2 separate regions of the Hordeum vulgare genome follow, and region 2 is linked to region 1. A link is a contact called in public Hi-C data. All regions are on one chromosome and are shown on one strand. Each heading gives the region's core, a stretch centred on a gene start, on an enhancer-like site or on the middle of the called end of the contact. The rest is flanking DNA. Distances are from core to core; before and after follow the strand shown.

Region 1 (7,440 bases), core at 3,455-5,954:
GTAATGAGAATGCTGAAGAAAATGGATGAGTTGAATATATCACCTGATGATATCACATTTAATACCTTAATAAGGTACTTCTGCAAGGCAAAGGTCTATCACCTAGCATACAAGACGATTGAAGATATGCATTCGAAGGGCCATCAATTGAATGAGGTATTTTGGTTCTTGTATCTTGGCACAAGTCTCTAAAACGTCTTATATTTATGTACAGAGGGAGTATATTTTTACTAAGCTACATTCTGGATAAACCCAATTGTTACATTCTTGGTAATTTCGGTTTATTGGAATTATGACATGCTTGCTGAACCGAGTGTGGGGCATTACATATTTGTTGCGATGCAGTGTATAGTAACTAAAATTTCTATAAACCTTGTCCAGGAGCTTTGTTCTGAGGTAATGATACAGCTAGGAGAAGCAGGTTTTCCTTCTGAAGCGTTTTCTGTGTATAATATGATGAGATACAGTAAGAGAACAATTTGTAAATCTCTTCATGAGAAGGTTTTAGGCATCTTAGTTCCAGCAGGACTTCTGAAGGATGCCTATATAGTTATCAAGGTACTACGCTTTTGGCATTTACTACTGGTATCTCTATTGTTTATTTTGTGTATATTCACTAACAAAATGCTGATTTAACAGGACAATGGAGAGTCGATATCTCCACGCTCTTTAGAGAAATTTGCTACACAATTCATGATCTCTGGCAACATAAATTTGATTAACGATGTTATGAAAGCCCTAAACCATTCAGGATGGCGTATAAGCCAGGTGACTGTTTTGTACTTGGTACTTTCTAAGTATAGTTTGGAGTTGAACCCTGGATGGCTGGAAACTGAAAACTGGTAAAATCTTAGACCTGACTAGGACAAGGGGGGTGCTCCAAAAATCACACGATGAAAGTTAACTAAAATTTCAATTTTGCAACTTTGTATATACATACACTTGATATTCTTAAATCTGACATACATCTCAGCTGTGTGATTTACATATGAGTTCATCAGTTTCCTTCCCCCTCTCCTAAAATCTACTCCCTCCGTAAACTAATATAAAATCCAATGGTGAACATGATTGTTCCACATGCAGGAAATCTTTGGGAGAGCAATTCAGCGATACATCCAGAAGCCTGATAAGAAGCAACTATTGTTATGCCTCTTGGACTGGATGACTGGTCAAGGCTATTCCGTGGACTCATCATCAAGGAACTTGCTTTTGAAAAATGCACAATTCTTTGGCCAAAAACAACTGATAGCAGAAATCCTTTCTAAGCAGCAAGCAGCTTCAAGGATAACAAATAAGCTCATTGATTAGCACAAAATTTAATCAAATCGAAGTTGTTCAGATTCATCATATAATGTTCTGGAGACAGTTTTTTGATGATCGGCGGAGTTTGCAACTACTTTTGTTGCATTTGGCTTGAGAAATCATGGCAACAAATTACTGAGGAAGTCGCAATATTTTCTTTATCTATTATGATTAAAATTGAAGCATCAGCAAATTTACTTGTTTTTCTTAGGGGATAACATGTTGCTTTGGATGTTTTGACTTTACCCATAGATGTATGCAGACTATTTTTTTTTTTTGAAACGGAGGCACAACCATTACTGAGTACAACCGAGAGAACAACGCACACAACACACATGCCCAAGGCAAGATACAAAGGTGCTGAGCACTTACACACAACCTCACCAACAACAATAGAGAGGTGAGTCAGACAACAACGAAGCCAGGCCTTCAAAGTGGTGCCTCCAAGAAGGGTACGACCAAGATAGCCGCCATCATCCGATCCACGAAGATCAGGTTTTCACACGGAGGAAGACGCCATGAGGGGGAGCGCCGCGACGGAGCCTTCAGGAAGGGTATGACGACCACGGCTGCAGCCACCATCGGTCAGTCAGAGGACCACAGCTGCAGCCACCAAATGGTGTACCTCCGACACTCACCCCTACCAGCGCACCCTAACTCCATCAACCATTCGCAACCACGCCACCTGCGGGGCCATGGTTGCTCGCCCGCACCTGGGACGCAGGTTCCGTCCACAAACGCCACGCCTCCCACCGCTAGAGCCACCGCCCTACAAGCAGACATCCACGAGACCTGCACAAAGGCCCCGGCTTTCGATCAACCAACGACCCTCGACCGATATAGATACCCGCAGACGCTCCATTGGTAGAGCTGCACCAACCCGCCCGTGGCCGAGGAATGAGGGAGAAAGGGGAGCGGACGAATCCAGACCGACAACGCATCGACGACAGGTGACGCGACCACATCAAGGCCACCCATCCCTCCAACCGAGCTCCCCGCCGAGCATGAGGAAAAGGGGGGAGGATCACCCTCGTGTCGCCCCATCATGGTAGCTGGCACAACTCTCCATGAGGCCATCCGCAAACGTGTGCCAGCCGATGAGGGAGATCAGATCGACCTGCCGCCGCAATCGAGGTAGTTCACTAGGGAGGCCCTCCCGCGTCAAGCGCCGCCATCGAGTCGCAAGGGCCTGACTAAACGGGATCGCCCGCATCCATCGCTGTCGCGCCGCCCTCACACCATCACGCCATGGCGAGAAAAGCCGCCCGCGACCCGCATCGCCAAAGGTGGATCCAGACGCATGGAGTCGTCGCCGCCGTCAAACGCGAGCCGGCCTGCACCACCACCAAGCCGCCAGTCGCACCATCGTCATGCCCTCGTTGCCGGCCCGCGCCGGAGCGCCGATGAGCTGCCGCGCCCGACCACCAGCGTTGCATCCCTATCGTGAGGGCCGACCCGTGCCGCACCGCCAAGCAAGGAGACGAAGGGGCCCATCGCCGCTGGTGACTCACGGGCTTTGCCCGCGCGTGCTCCTAGGCGGCGGCGGGGGGAAGAGGGGAGGGGGAGGCGACAGATCTAGGGTTGCCTCCTGGGGGCACCCGTTGGAGCGCCTCGGGAGGGAGGAGGAAGGTTTTTCTCGTACGAGAATTTACAAGTCTTGCCCTTATTCGCGCAATAAGAAAGACCCTAGCTTCTTTGCCCCGGCTTTCATCCAAAGATTGGCCTCATCGACAATGAGGTTGAGCAAGATTTGTGGAGGTGCGCTCTTTTGCTAGAACACTCTTGCATTACGCTCGTTACATATGACCCATGACACTAACATGGTGATCGATGCCTTTGCTTTTCGGTCGACGATGCCCACGACGCTCACGCTCGACCACCACGCCTCAACGGAGTCGAACAAGTGCCAGGCGGATGTGTCGAGGTCGTGGATGCGAATTTTCTGAATCACCAAGTTCTAAAGCCTGAGAGATTAACGACATCTAAAGAAAAGATGTGAACCACATTTCTGTGAGGGGGCAAGGGCCACAATTTGGGCATCCTCGCTTATCCAATCTGCCAGCCGTCCAGAGCCTGTCTTGAAGTGCAAGCCAGACAAAGAACTTGACTTCCGGTGGTGCCCACACCTTCCAAACGCTCATCAAGCTGCACCTCATGTAAAAGCATCCAAAGGGTAAAGAATTGTGTGACATGCTCAATGGAAACCAATGAAGGCGGTTTGATTTTGAGGATCCACACGCTTTCCTTAAGGGCCTCCTGTACCTTCCAACGCTAACGGGAGGAGGACTGAAAAATGAGCTGAGCGATATGCTTAGGCTTGCGGCCTAGAAGCCAAGGAGAGTCTCATAATGGAGTCCTTGCACCATTCCCGACCGTAACGGTAGTACAAGCATAGAAGAACTCAAGGTCTTCCATGTCGCACGGGTTCCCACTCCCTATCCACAACTTTGTGGGATCCTTCCACTCGTACCAAGGCCACCGCAAGCGCAGGCCCCGTACGAACTTGTTGGTGTTGAGGACCCCATGTCCACCATAAGCAAACGACTAACCATGTCCCAATTGACCTTGCATTTTGCTTCTGTTGTCTTTTCGGACCCTGACCACAGGAAGGTCCGCTTAAGTTTGTCAATGTTCTGCAGGATCGTAGGTTGGACGACAAGGGGCGTAATGAAGTACTCCCTCTGTAAACTAATATAAGAGTGTTTAGATAACTAAAATAGTGATCTAAATGCTTTTATATCAGTTTACGGAGGGAGTAGATCACTTGAGAAGCGAGCACCAACTTGACAAACGCTGCACGCCCGATGGTGGTGATGTTTTGGCCCTAATAAGTTGTCAATTTGCTTGCCACCTTGTCTACAAGAAATTGCAGGTCAACAAGCTGCAACTTCCACACCCAGAGTGGGAGCCCCAAAATATCGGAGCGGAAAGGAAGCCTTGATAGCTGGCAACCCCTGGGTGATGCGGGCCAAACCAAGGTTGGCGCACTGATTGGGCACCATTGCAATATTATTGAAGTTTGTGTATAGGCATTGCAAATGGATGCATAATGGGGGAAAATCTGCCCTTAGTACTGACCATATATTGCCGGTGTTCAGATTTTTATTTAGTCTGGATTTAGCTAATGGGTTTTATATCCCTTTAAAATGGTAAGTACAGACAGAAAAAGTGATTTATTTTTCGAAACAGTAAAGGAAAGTAAGTTGGAGATTCCATAATTTTTCTAGTAAACAAAAGTTGGAGATTCCATAAATTTTGTGGAAAGCGAGAGGATACCATGTTCTTTTCTTTTGTTACGCTCCAAGAAGTCAGTTTACTTTGTTGTGCCTATACCTGGTCATGGACAGCCTAGCCTGGACGGCCCGACCCGACCCGACACAAAAATCCGAGGCTGGGCCGGGCCTAGCCATGCCATCGGGTCGGGCACGGGCCTAGAAATGAAGCCCTATAGTCGGGCCGACCTGGCTCTGGCCCATAGAAAACAAAAATTAAGTCGTGAACGGGCCAGGCCAAACGGGCATTGTCGGGCTTTGTCGGGCTTGGGCCCAATATTTAAACCCGACAGTTGGGCCGGGCCGGGCTCGGGCTGGGTTTTCAGCATCGGTTTTTTTTGGTCCGGCCTGAAGCCTGGCCGGACATATGCCCATGTATAGTTGTGCCTATATTCACTAGATTCTTTTTTCACAGGGTTATAGTTAATTGTGCAATATTATTATTTTCTTTTTTGAAAGGCAAACAACGGGTGAATAGACAACATGAGGTGATAGTAAGTTGGCAATTTTGTCAACTTTTAGGACTGAGACAGAATATATTTTATTATTCACACGTCTCTTTCACTAAGATATTGTATATTCATGGTTAGCTAGATAGAGGGTTCTCTATGATTGAACTACTGACAGTAAATTAACTGGATCTATTTAATTAAAAAACTGCCATATCAATGTGAGTCCACATACATTCTTGCATATTTGCTTTATCTGGCTTAAGAGAGAATCTTGTCGCTTACCCTGGTTTTAGAACTTCGAGACATGTATTTGTTTGTCCTGTGAGATACATTGTGATCACCAACCGGTGGTCGTCTGCTTTCCTGCAAATAGCACCATAAAATCAAGTTCATTGAACCCAGACAGATTTTTGGTGGAAAAATATCGATATATTTATTTGGGAAGTTGGTTTATTAAATTTCAAGGATTATACAGTATTGTTGTGAACCTCAATTTGGTCCACATTTTCATTTTCATTTGTTCAAGTTTCGTCTTGATTATCTTAGCATGGTGATATGAAAAGAGTGTTGTATGTGACAGTGGCAAAGCTTGGACAAAATCAAGGAGGGACCAACTATGTTTGCTAGATGAATTAAGCTGTAATTTTGATGTTTAATTAGTAAAGAAGCTTGACATACTATTATCTAAACAAGCCCACCATGGTCACCACTCATCGCTACCCCTTATCCCCTTACACGAGTCGGCCAGCCGGTCTATATGTTTTTGGCAAATTTTAACATGTTGCCTCTTACTTTATCTTTTTACATTGTGGTAAAAAAGTAAGAGTTAATTAGGCAACTAGTTGATATGGTTCACATCTTATTATACACTCTTACCTTTCATGTGAAAACAGGCGAAAAGTCCTCCCTCCACCCCTCCCGTGTCGTCCCTACAGGCGACCAGATGCAAACCCTAGCGACGACCCCTCCTCCTCCCTTCCCGTCTCTCCCCCCCGCCGCCGCCGCAGGGAGCCGACGGGCAAAGCCCAACCAACGTAGGCGGAGACGGGGCTCTGTTTCCCTTGTGCGCGGTGCTCTGTTGGCGCGGGACGACGGCTCGGGTAGGGATAGCGGGCTAGCACGGGGCCTTCCGGCGCAGCAACGGGCGCGCGGGACGACGTCGGTGGTTGGCCTCTACGGCGCAGCATCGGCCTGCAGCTCGCACGTGGCATGGCGACTGCGCTGGTGGTGTCTTCAGGTGGTGGCGTGCGCACGTATGGTTTCCTGACCAGATCCAACAGGATTTGGCTCCGGGCCAGCTGTGCGCGATGCGGGAGGCAGCCGACGGATTGTCTGGGTATGTGGGCGTGGCGTGGTGGCGGCCCCGTGGTGGCTTGGGCTTGTGGGGAGATTGGGCCTCTCCTTCCTCGATCTGGATCAGCCAGGTTTGGGGGTGTGGATGGCATCTCTCCCCTTCCTCTCTTGAGGGTTGGCAACGACGGCTGGTCGCACGGGTGCGTGCTTAGTGGCTCCGATGCTTGGACCTCGCCGTGCCACGCGGGTTGGGGCACCGGCCCGGCTTGGCTGCTGCTCCGGCCATGGGCGGCGGCGCGGGGAGGCCCGACGCATGGGCGGTGGCCTCCCGGGTGGCACGACGCTACACGGTGGCTCGAGGCTCTGCCCGCTGTGATGGCCGACTTCTACTGCGGGGTTGGCTCGTCTGCGGTTGGACCATGTCGACCTTCGCTTTATCTCCTTGTCTCTCAGGCACTACTTCTATCGAAGGGTTGGGTCGCTACCGGCTGTGGTCCATCGCCCATCCCGCGTCCGGTGTGGCAGGACCTAGTGTGTAGGACCGAGCTCGTCTCGTGCATGGTGCAGCAAGACCGACCTCGTCTCGCACACAGTGCCGCTGGACCACGCTCGTCTCACGCCCAATGCTGCAGGACGAGTCGACGGAGGCCAGTCTGGCCGGCCTTTGGGTCTCGGTGTTGGGGGTTGCCCAGGGGTGGAAAAGGCGGCTCCTTTTCGCTCATGTCTTTGGTTGGGGTAGCGGCAGATCTTGGGTGAGGTGGTTGCGCGGTGCTGATGGGAAGAGCCCGTGGCTTGGTGCCGCCCAATGGCCATGGTCATGTGGGCGGCGTAGCACACATGATGTGGCGATCAATCGCGGTAAGTGTTGGTCGGTGTGAAAACCTGCTCTATCTTCGGACGAACTGGCGGCGATGAAGCTCGTTCCCTTCTTGAAGGCGTCATCGCGTTCCCTTCTTGAAGGCGTCATCGCAGCTCTCATCGCTCGTCGTGCTGCTCCAGGGGAAACTCTAATCACCGGATCGGGCGGTGGCGACACTTTGGTGTTGTTTCCTTCCTGAAGGCGCCGCCTTAAAGCCCACGGTTCATTCATCGTATGGGGCTTTGTCCGTGATTGCTCTTGT
Region 2 (7,440 bases), core at 2,464-4,963, 72 kb after region 1:
ACCAAGAGATATTTGATTCCCCCCTCACTAATCCCTTGCGGATCTTGTTACTCTTGGGTGTTTGAGCATCCTAGACGGCTGAGGTCACCTCGGAGCCACATTCCATTATGGTGAAGCTTCGTGGTCTTGTTGGGAGCCTCCAAGCTCTGTGTGGAGATATCCCCAACCTTGTTTGTAATGGTCCGGTCGCCGCCTTCAAGGGCACCAATAGTGGAATCACGACATCTCGCATTGTGTGAGGGCATGAGGACAATACGGTGGCCCTAGTGGCTTCTTGGGGAGCATTATGCCTCCACACTGCTCCAACGGAGACGTACTTCCTGTCAAAGGGAAGGAACTTCGGTAACACATCCTCGTCTCCACCGATTCCACTTGCAGTTATCTCTTACCTTTACTTTGTACTTAGTATTGTTGTGGTGTATTTCTTACTTGCACTTGTTGTCCTTGTGGTTAGCATCATATAGGTTGCTCACCTAGTTGTTCATATAGAGAACCTTTTGTTGCTAAGCCTAATTTGTTAAGACAAGCTAAAAATTGGCAGTTGTCTATTCACCCTCCTCTACTCAACCATATCGATCCTTTCAACTCCGGATGAAACACTGCCGTGGCCTGATGCCAACGACTGGGGTGCATTGGGCTGTGTAGCCACATCCAAAGGCCTGGGCGGGTCACGCCGCGTCTCTCCAGAAAGGCTCACAATGCACATAGCTCCCATCTGCATGCATGCGCGCACCGTCTCCCTAGGTCTCGGGCCCACCGACATGATCGACCAACCAGGCTCCACCCCATCTCCTGCTAAAGAGCCACAACTGGAAAAGCTACAAAAGCTATTCGTGTCGTCGTCCTTAAACTGGTCCTCGGGCAGCAAGTGTATGGGGTCCACCATCAACTCCGAGTGGGCCTGCACGACCAGATCCCATGAACCAATGAGGATATGAGACTGCGAATCTGCGGTCCTCCTGGTTTCCAGCACCGGCTCGAGGGTCCGACCTTCTCCCTTTGTAGCTACCACCGATTGGCCAACGGCTCCACCTTCCAATGACTGGTTGATCGAGACAAAGGACCCCTCGCCTACTGGCGTTCGATCCGTGGCTGTCGCCTCGCCCACCACTAGTCTAGAAGTGCAAGACGATGTTGCAGGTGCGTGCGCCTCCCATCCACTTTACAAAGAAGATTCCCCGACATTGGCCACGCGTCGAGGCCTCGTTTGACTCCAGGCGCTTTGTGCAAACTCCGTGAGTCCTCAATTTGACGTGGCCCCACCTGGTCCACTTGGTTGACCATACGGTCCATAGTTGTTGTTTGAATTCACTGCTATCTGGCCGGCGACCCCGAGCCGGCCGACGAACGCGCTCGGGACGACGGATCATGGTCGTACTGCAGGGCAACTTCGGCGCCCATGCGCTGCTTGCCCCTGGTCCGCGAGCAACCACTCCTCCCACGACGTTCCATCACATCCTCCGAGTCCATGCCATCAGACGGCGGCGACGATGGCGGATAGTCTCGTGGCGCAAGTCTTGGAGCAATCGACGATGCCTCCTCAAAGATCTTGATGGGATACCACAAGGCATCCACCGCATCATCCTCCACCCGGACTAACCGTTGTTCTGGCTCCTCCACCACAAGGATGCACCGACAAGGGATCCGAGTAGGGTCATCTATGCGCAACCAAACACAACGACATGTCTTGCCGACGCGTTGTGGAATCCGCTACCTTGACAACGATGGCCAGCCCCCGAGAGCATTGCCTCCGTCGTTCGCCGTGTCGAGGCGTTCGCTGATATGCCCCATAGCACCATGGGTACCAGGAACATCATGGAGATGCTTGTGGCTTTTGCCTGTCGAATTCCCGGCTCGAGGGATGGCAAGAACTACTTCGTCGATGCCCGGCCGCCAGCCGCCAGCCACCAGCTTGTCACGTGTGGCCATGTCCCTGCATAGCACCAAGAAATCCCCCGGATAGGACGCCTGAATCAAGATGTCTGTGGGGTAGAGCTCGAACTCCGCTAGGATCGCATCAAAGATGTTAGAATCGAGATTTTGAATCGGATCGGAGCTTCACTGGTAGGATCGTGGATCATAGAATCATAACTATCAGGATCAATAGGATTGTAGAAACTTAGATTATATGAGAAAAATCATTGAATTGGGGGGGGGGGCTAGTTTGGATCGTAAAGTCATAAGATTCTAAGACTTGAGTCGCGATTCTGACAACTTTGTCATCCGCCGCCGCTGTGGTGTCGATGACCGGGTGTGAGCCATCAACAGTGGCAAGGACATCCCACGAAAGCTCCGCATCCACCACACGAAAGTCCGCACCATACTCCAATTAAGTAATGCGAATGCAATGGGAGAGAAATTAAAGAGAAATATGGAGGTAGTGTTTTAGCAATCCCGACTTTGCGCATTGGCTCTTAGAGCGTGCATATTTCTTAGCGATCGTCGCTGCAACTATTTTGCCGATCAACTTTTTGGCGAAACTATTAGAGTTGCATTTTATATCTCAAATATGCTTTCTTGATAGTGGATGATAGAGAACAATTATGTTTATATTAACTGGCCGAGTAGTGATTGTGCCATGTGGCCTGGGCTTCGGCCGTGGACACAGTCGTGTCCCCCCTAGTCCACTAGGATTGGCTAAGGATGCAGGTATGGTGTTTCTTTCGGTGGATGCGCCTATCCATGCTTGGTGATTGATGCCAGGGTAGGAGTCGATGGTGTGCCTTTGCTCCTTCTTCTGTGGTTGAGTGCCCGGGAAAGTGAACGAAGCACGATGTCTGGTGGCAGGGATGCCGGGGCGGCAAGCCGGTATGGTGGTCCACATGGGAGGCTCTTCGGCGGGCACCATCGTGGCGGTGGTGTCTCTCCTTCCGGGTTGTGTGGGCAACGAAAGGGGTAGTGAAGGGTGGCTCACGCATGCTTTGTGCCCTCACATGGGGCCGCCCTGATCCGGATCTAGGGATTTGACCTCGGTACGTTCGTCCTTGCGGCCTCTTGGTGACATGCTTGAGTTGCCAAGCGAAAGCCCTGTGCCTCGACATCGATGACGACGACGTCTGTGGGTGCCACACTTTTTTTGAAGACGTCTTCTTGGTTCTTCTCTTCGTATGAGGGCCCCACGTAAAAACCTTTGTCTGTTGTGGACTCGACAGCGACGACGGTCGACGCCGTTCTTCCTCTTGAGGGCGTTGTCGTGGAGTTTAGGTGTAATAGGCCGATGCGTGCTCGTGTGTTTAGAGCTTCCTGTATTATGTGTTGGTAGCATAGTCGCGTTCTACGTGATCCGAGTATCTTGGATGGTCTTTGTAAGAGGCCTATCTCACCATTTTATATTATTTGACCATCTACTTTGTTTGGTTGTTGCTTTATAGATAGAATGAGGCGAACGTTCTGTTTTCAGAAAGTATGGAAGGTGTAGAGTGCAAGAGAAGAAAAATTGTAGCAGTAATACTCGACAAGGTATTTGCAATCAACGGGGTACTGTGGGCTACCGGGTTCCATGAAAGCTCGTCCACTTGTGATATTTTCAAATGGTGCGACGGCTTCTCCTTTTACGTTACCAATGGGATTGGGATGGTACCATCTCTTCTACTACGAGTAGCACCTTGTTTGTGTTTCCTGCTCATTTCTTCCACTAGCTCGTTGTGAGCTGCTTTCATATATCTTTATTCGTTGCCCTGTTTTGTCTGCCTTCCAGTGGGGGAAATCGACAACCAATCCCATTCCCATCCATGAAGGGGACATGCTTATGGAACGGACGGCCCACCTGAATCTCTGAGCAGTTACTAGTAGATGAATAATAGGAGGGACATGAAACTAAATGCTGATGAATCCTTGCCCAGTTATCCTATTGCCACTTGATGCATCAACATTTTCAAACTAAATGCTGTTATCCAACCACGAACCATCCGCGGAGGCTGGAGCGATTGGATACGTTACGCTTCTGCTATAATTAATGGAGTGAAAGATCCTCGTCACTTGGGAATACTTCTCTGATCTTCAACTTCTCTCGTCTCCTGGTCCTATACACTCGTACCCTATTTATGCTACGCTTTATCTCCAAATAGGCTTTTTCCCGTTTTATATTATAAAACAACAAAAATCGACGAGAAGATAACTGGTGGGGCAAACAATATACCAATTTCAAAAGGAAAAGAAAACCTATCAACAATGGCAGCTCGGCAAACACGGATTATCCACCACCACTTTGTCCTTCGTGTGTGTCCCACCTCGCGCCATGGCGTCGAACCGTCGTGTACCTAAGCAACACCTTCAACAAGGAATGCGATGCCAACGATGCTGCTGCCCGACAAGGGTTTCCCCCGGCACGCGACCTCGAGCAAGGGATGGATAGCACTAACGCCCTACAAGAAGGAATGACGACACCCTAAGGCGTCGCCGTGTCGGAGCCGGGTGAACCGCCAGGGACTTCTCCCGCACCCCAATCACCGTCACCCGTTCGAACCGGAGCCATTCAGCCAACTAGCCACCCACAAGCACGCACCACCACGCTCTTGGACCCAACCACGTTGCCCCGCTGCGAACACCACCACGAAGTCAAAAGAGGAGAGGCAAGGATCGTCCAGAGGCACGACAGAAGCATCGAAGCCGCACGGGAGGGAGCCACCTCCACCGCCGTCGCGCCGGAGGCCTGTTCCTCCAGCACCGACGCGGCCTGCCGTCTGGACGCATCCACCGAGGCAAACCAGGCCACCCGGGCCTAGATCAGGCCCGCAAAGCTGCGTCCACCATGTTGCTGCACGCCGGCAACCGAGCCGCGACCCACCACCAGCCATATGCACCGCCACCACCTCTCGAGGGCCACGCGGACGCCACGCCGTGCAGCCGGCCCGCCCCGACCTAGATGGGCCCAAAGGGCCCAGGTCTGGGCTTGGCGAGCGTCGTGAGCCCACGCCGCCGCATCACCACGTCACCAACGGAGACGCCGACGCCCAGTGGTCGTGCTTGCCCGTGCGCAGAAACCCCGCCGCCGCGTAAGACCGCTGTCGCCCACAACTCGCCCTTGCCCGCGCCAAGAAACCCTGCTATCGCGCAAGACCGCTGCCACCCACATGCATCGTCCGGAGTCGCTTCGGCCCGCGTCAGAGGAGCCCCGGGAGGGGAAAGGCCAAGGGCTGCCGCCGCCAGCTTTGCCCGGGCCAGGCCCGCGACGGGTGTCTAGGACGGCGACTGGGAGGAGGGAGAAAGGAGGGCTCGCGGAGGGAAACGCCGGGCGCAGCCGGCCACCCACGGGGACGACAGGGTCGTGGTCAGGAGAGGGAAAAAGCCGCTCCGTTCTATGCTTTATGTCCGCCACTTGTATGTCGAGTGCATTTAGTACTCTATAGTGCAATATATACTTCATACCACTCCCTCCAATCCATATTACTCTTTGTTTTAGATTTGTCGGTATATGGATGCATGTAACACTAAAACATGTCTAGATATATTCGTATCTTTACAAATCTAATACAGGTAATATGGATCAAAAATGTATTATTTCGTTATTACTCATTTAAATGGTACTAGAAAACAGATCCAAAATACAAAAGAGTATAATAAATCTGAACTGAGCAAGCATATTATGCCGATAAAAGGTTTTCTCCCTATTTACATTATAGAGCACCGACCAAACACACCATACAACTAGCTTGCCGAGGCCGCAACACAACCAAACTGTCAACACCAGCAATCGACGAAAAGAAGATGACCGGAGCTGTTGTGCCCTTCGGAGAAGTCTCACCGTGTTCGTAGCACTCTCAAACACCGTGTACCAAGTAGCACCTTCAAAAAGGAAAGCGGCAACGACACCGTCGCCTCTGTCCAGATTAGTCCTAGGGTTTCCCCCCATATGCAGAGGGTAGTCGACAAGCAGTACACCGAGGCCCTACAAGAAGGAATGATATCACCCACAAGCATCATAGGGTCGGTGTCGGACAAGCCAACCGGAATTTCTCACAATCCCCAAAACCCCGCCACCACCCCAAACGATCTGCAGTGCTCCACCTAGCTGTTGCCCACCAGCATGCGTCACCACGGTCACGATGCCATCCTTGACGTGTGATTATGGACACCAACACGAGGCCTAGAAGAAAATGACGGGGACAACGAAATCGGGGTTAGCAGCCACGCCGCCAAGTGGGAGGGAACAATCTCCGCCGCCCACACGACAATCAATCGGTCGCGGCACCGGGGCCCGACTAGCCCAACCATGCCTCCGCGCTGCAGCACGCGGATGGGCAGCGCCGCCACCACCAGGAGTCCACCGACACATTACCTTCATCTAAAGGAGCTACGCGGCCAAGGAGAGAACAACCGGCCCGCCCCTACCTAGATGGGGGCCAGATTTGGGCAGAGTGGGCGCCTCCGTCCATGCCCGCATCACCATGTCGCCCGCCGTCTCATCGAGGACCACCCCAAGCCCACGGGATCCACACTGCCGAACTAGACGGCGGCCGGGCGACTCACACCGTAGCCGTCAGGAGCCCCCACGCCATCCCCGCGAGCACAGGAAAAGGCCGACACACCGCCATCAGTGTCGTGTGGGCAAGACCCGACGGACCACGGCGGCATAGGCGGCAAGAGAGAGGGAGGAGGAGGGGATGGGAGCTAAGGTTCGCCCGTCGCCCGCGGAGGACGAGCGATCGAACGAGAGGGGGGAGGGGGAGGGGGGAGGTGGAAGGGGGGTTTGTAGCTCCTTGTGATGTTGTTTTTCTTTGTCAATTGGAGCAAGTATTTTGTCCGTCTCAAAATAAGTATCGCAAATTTATAACTAAATTAATATAAATTTTATACTAAGTCAACGATATTTATTTTTGGAACGAATGGAGTATATTATCATGCAATGGAAACAAATTTGTGTCTCATTTCACCCACAAACTTTACTTTGTCCATCGGTGGTGGTTCCTTCTTTTGACATGGAATTTGTGGAGGTTCCTACTCACGCAAGCAATAGTAATCACGTTATCCAACCGGAAAAGATTGACAAGGAAAAAGACGAACAGAAATGAGAGAAAAAATAATTAAAGGAGTAACCCCGCACTCAGTATTTCACGGTGACGGCGGCTGAAAAGGAAATGACATGTCACTGTCACCATCGTCAAAAGGCAAAGGATTCTCTCTCCGAGTGATGTCGCGGGTGACGTTTGGAGGTCCGATGGCCCATCAGGGTTCTTCACCTCATCCATTCATTCGGTAGCGTTGAAAGGGTGAGACATGAGACCAATCTCGGCCGCACAACTGAATTCCTTGATGCCGACACGGCTGTACCCCACAAAGCAACGCTGCCACCGGTTTTCGGAGGAGGGTCCTCCCGTGGTGTAATCTCATGCAACCTCACCTCTGGAAGGAAGAAATATCTCAGGAGTGAGTGTGATGCCATCTTCCTATTCGCATGCTGGACCATCGGCCACCCCATCCAATCATAAATGATCACACGCA

Evidence for each region. Hi-C and Micro-C count contacts between places; a contact is called where the count stands out from the background.
Region 2: a contact with region 1 is called in a Hi-C map of leaf, with 2.7 times the contacts expected there. The contact joins two enhancer-like sites. A contact is called at or near these places in 3 of 6 Hi-C or Micro-C datasets (leaf and seedling).

What each region holds. Positions count from the first base shown.
Region 1 is chr3H:307,919,442-307,926,881 of MorexV3_pseudomolecules_assembly, forward strand. LOC123443707 (pentatricopeptide repeat-containing protein At1g10910, chloroplastic) reads left to right here. Exons shown (of 10, transcript XM_045120207.1): 7 at 1-156; 8 at 382-558; 9 at 640-768; 10 at 1,084-1,495. The coding sequence ends at 1,308. Among protein-coding and RNA genes, the nearest start is that of LOC123443707, 38 kb to the left of the region's middle. Within about 2 kb of position 4,705, at least 1 of the 3 cell types and tissues checked has open chromatin away from gene starts, as enhancers often do. A contact at or near this core is called in leaf, where this site is marked.
Region 2 is chr3H:307,991,963-307,999,402 of MorexV3_pseudomolecules_assembly, forward strand. No RefSeq gene overlaps it. Among protein-coding and RNA genes, the nearest start is that of LOC123443707, 110 kb to the left of the region's middle. Within about 2 kb of position 3,714, at least 1 of the 3 cell types and tissues checked has open chromatin away from gene starts, as enhancers often do. A contact at or near this core is called in leaf, where this site is marked.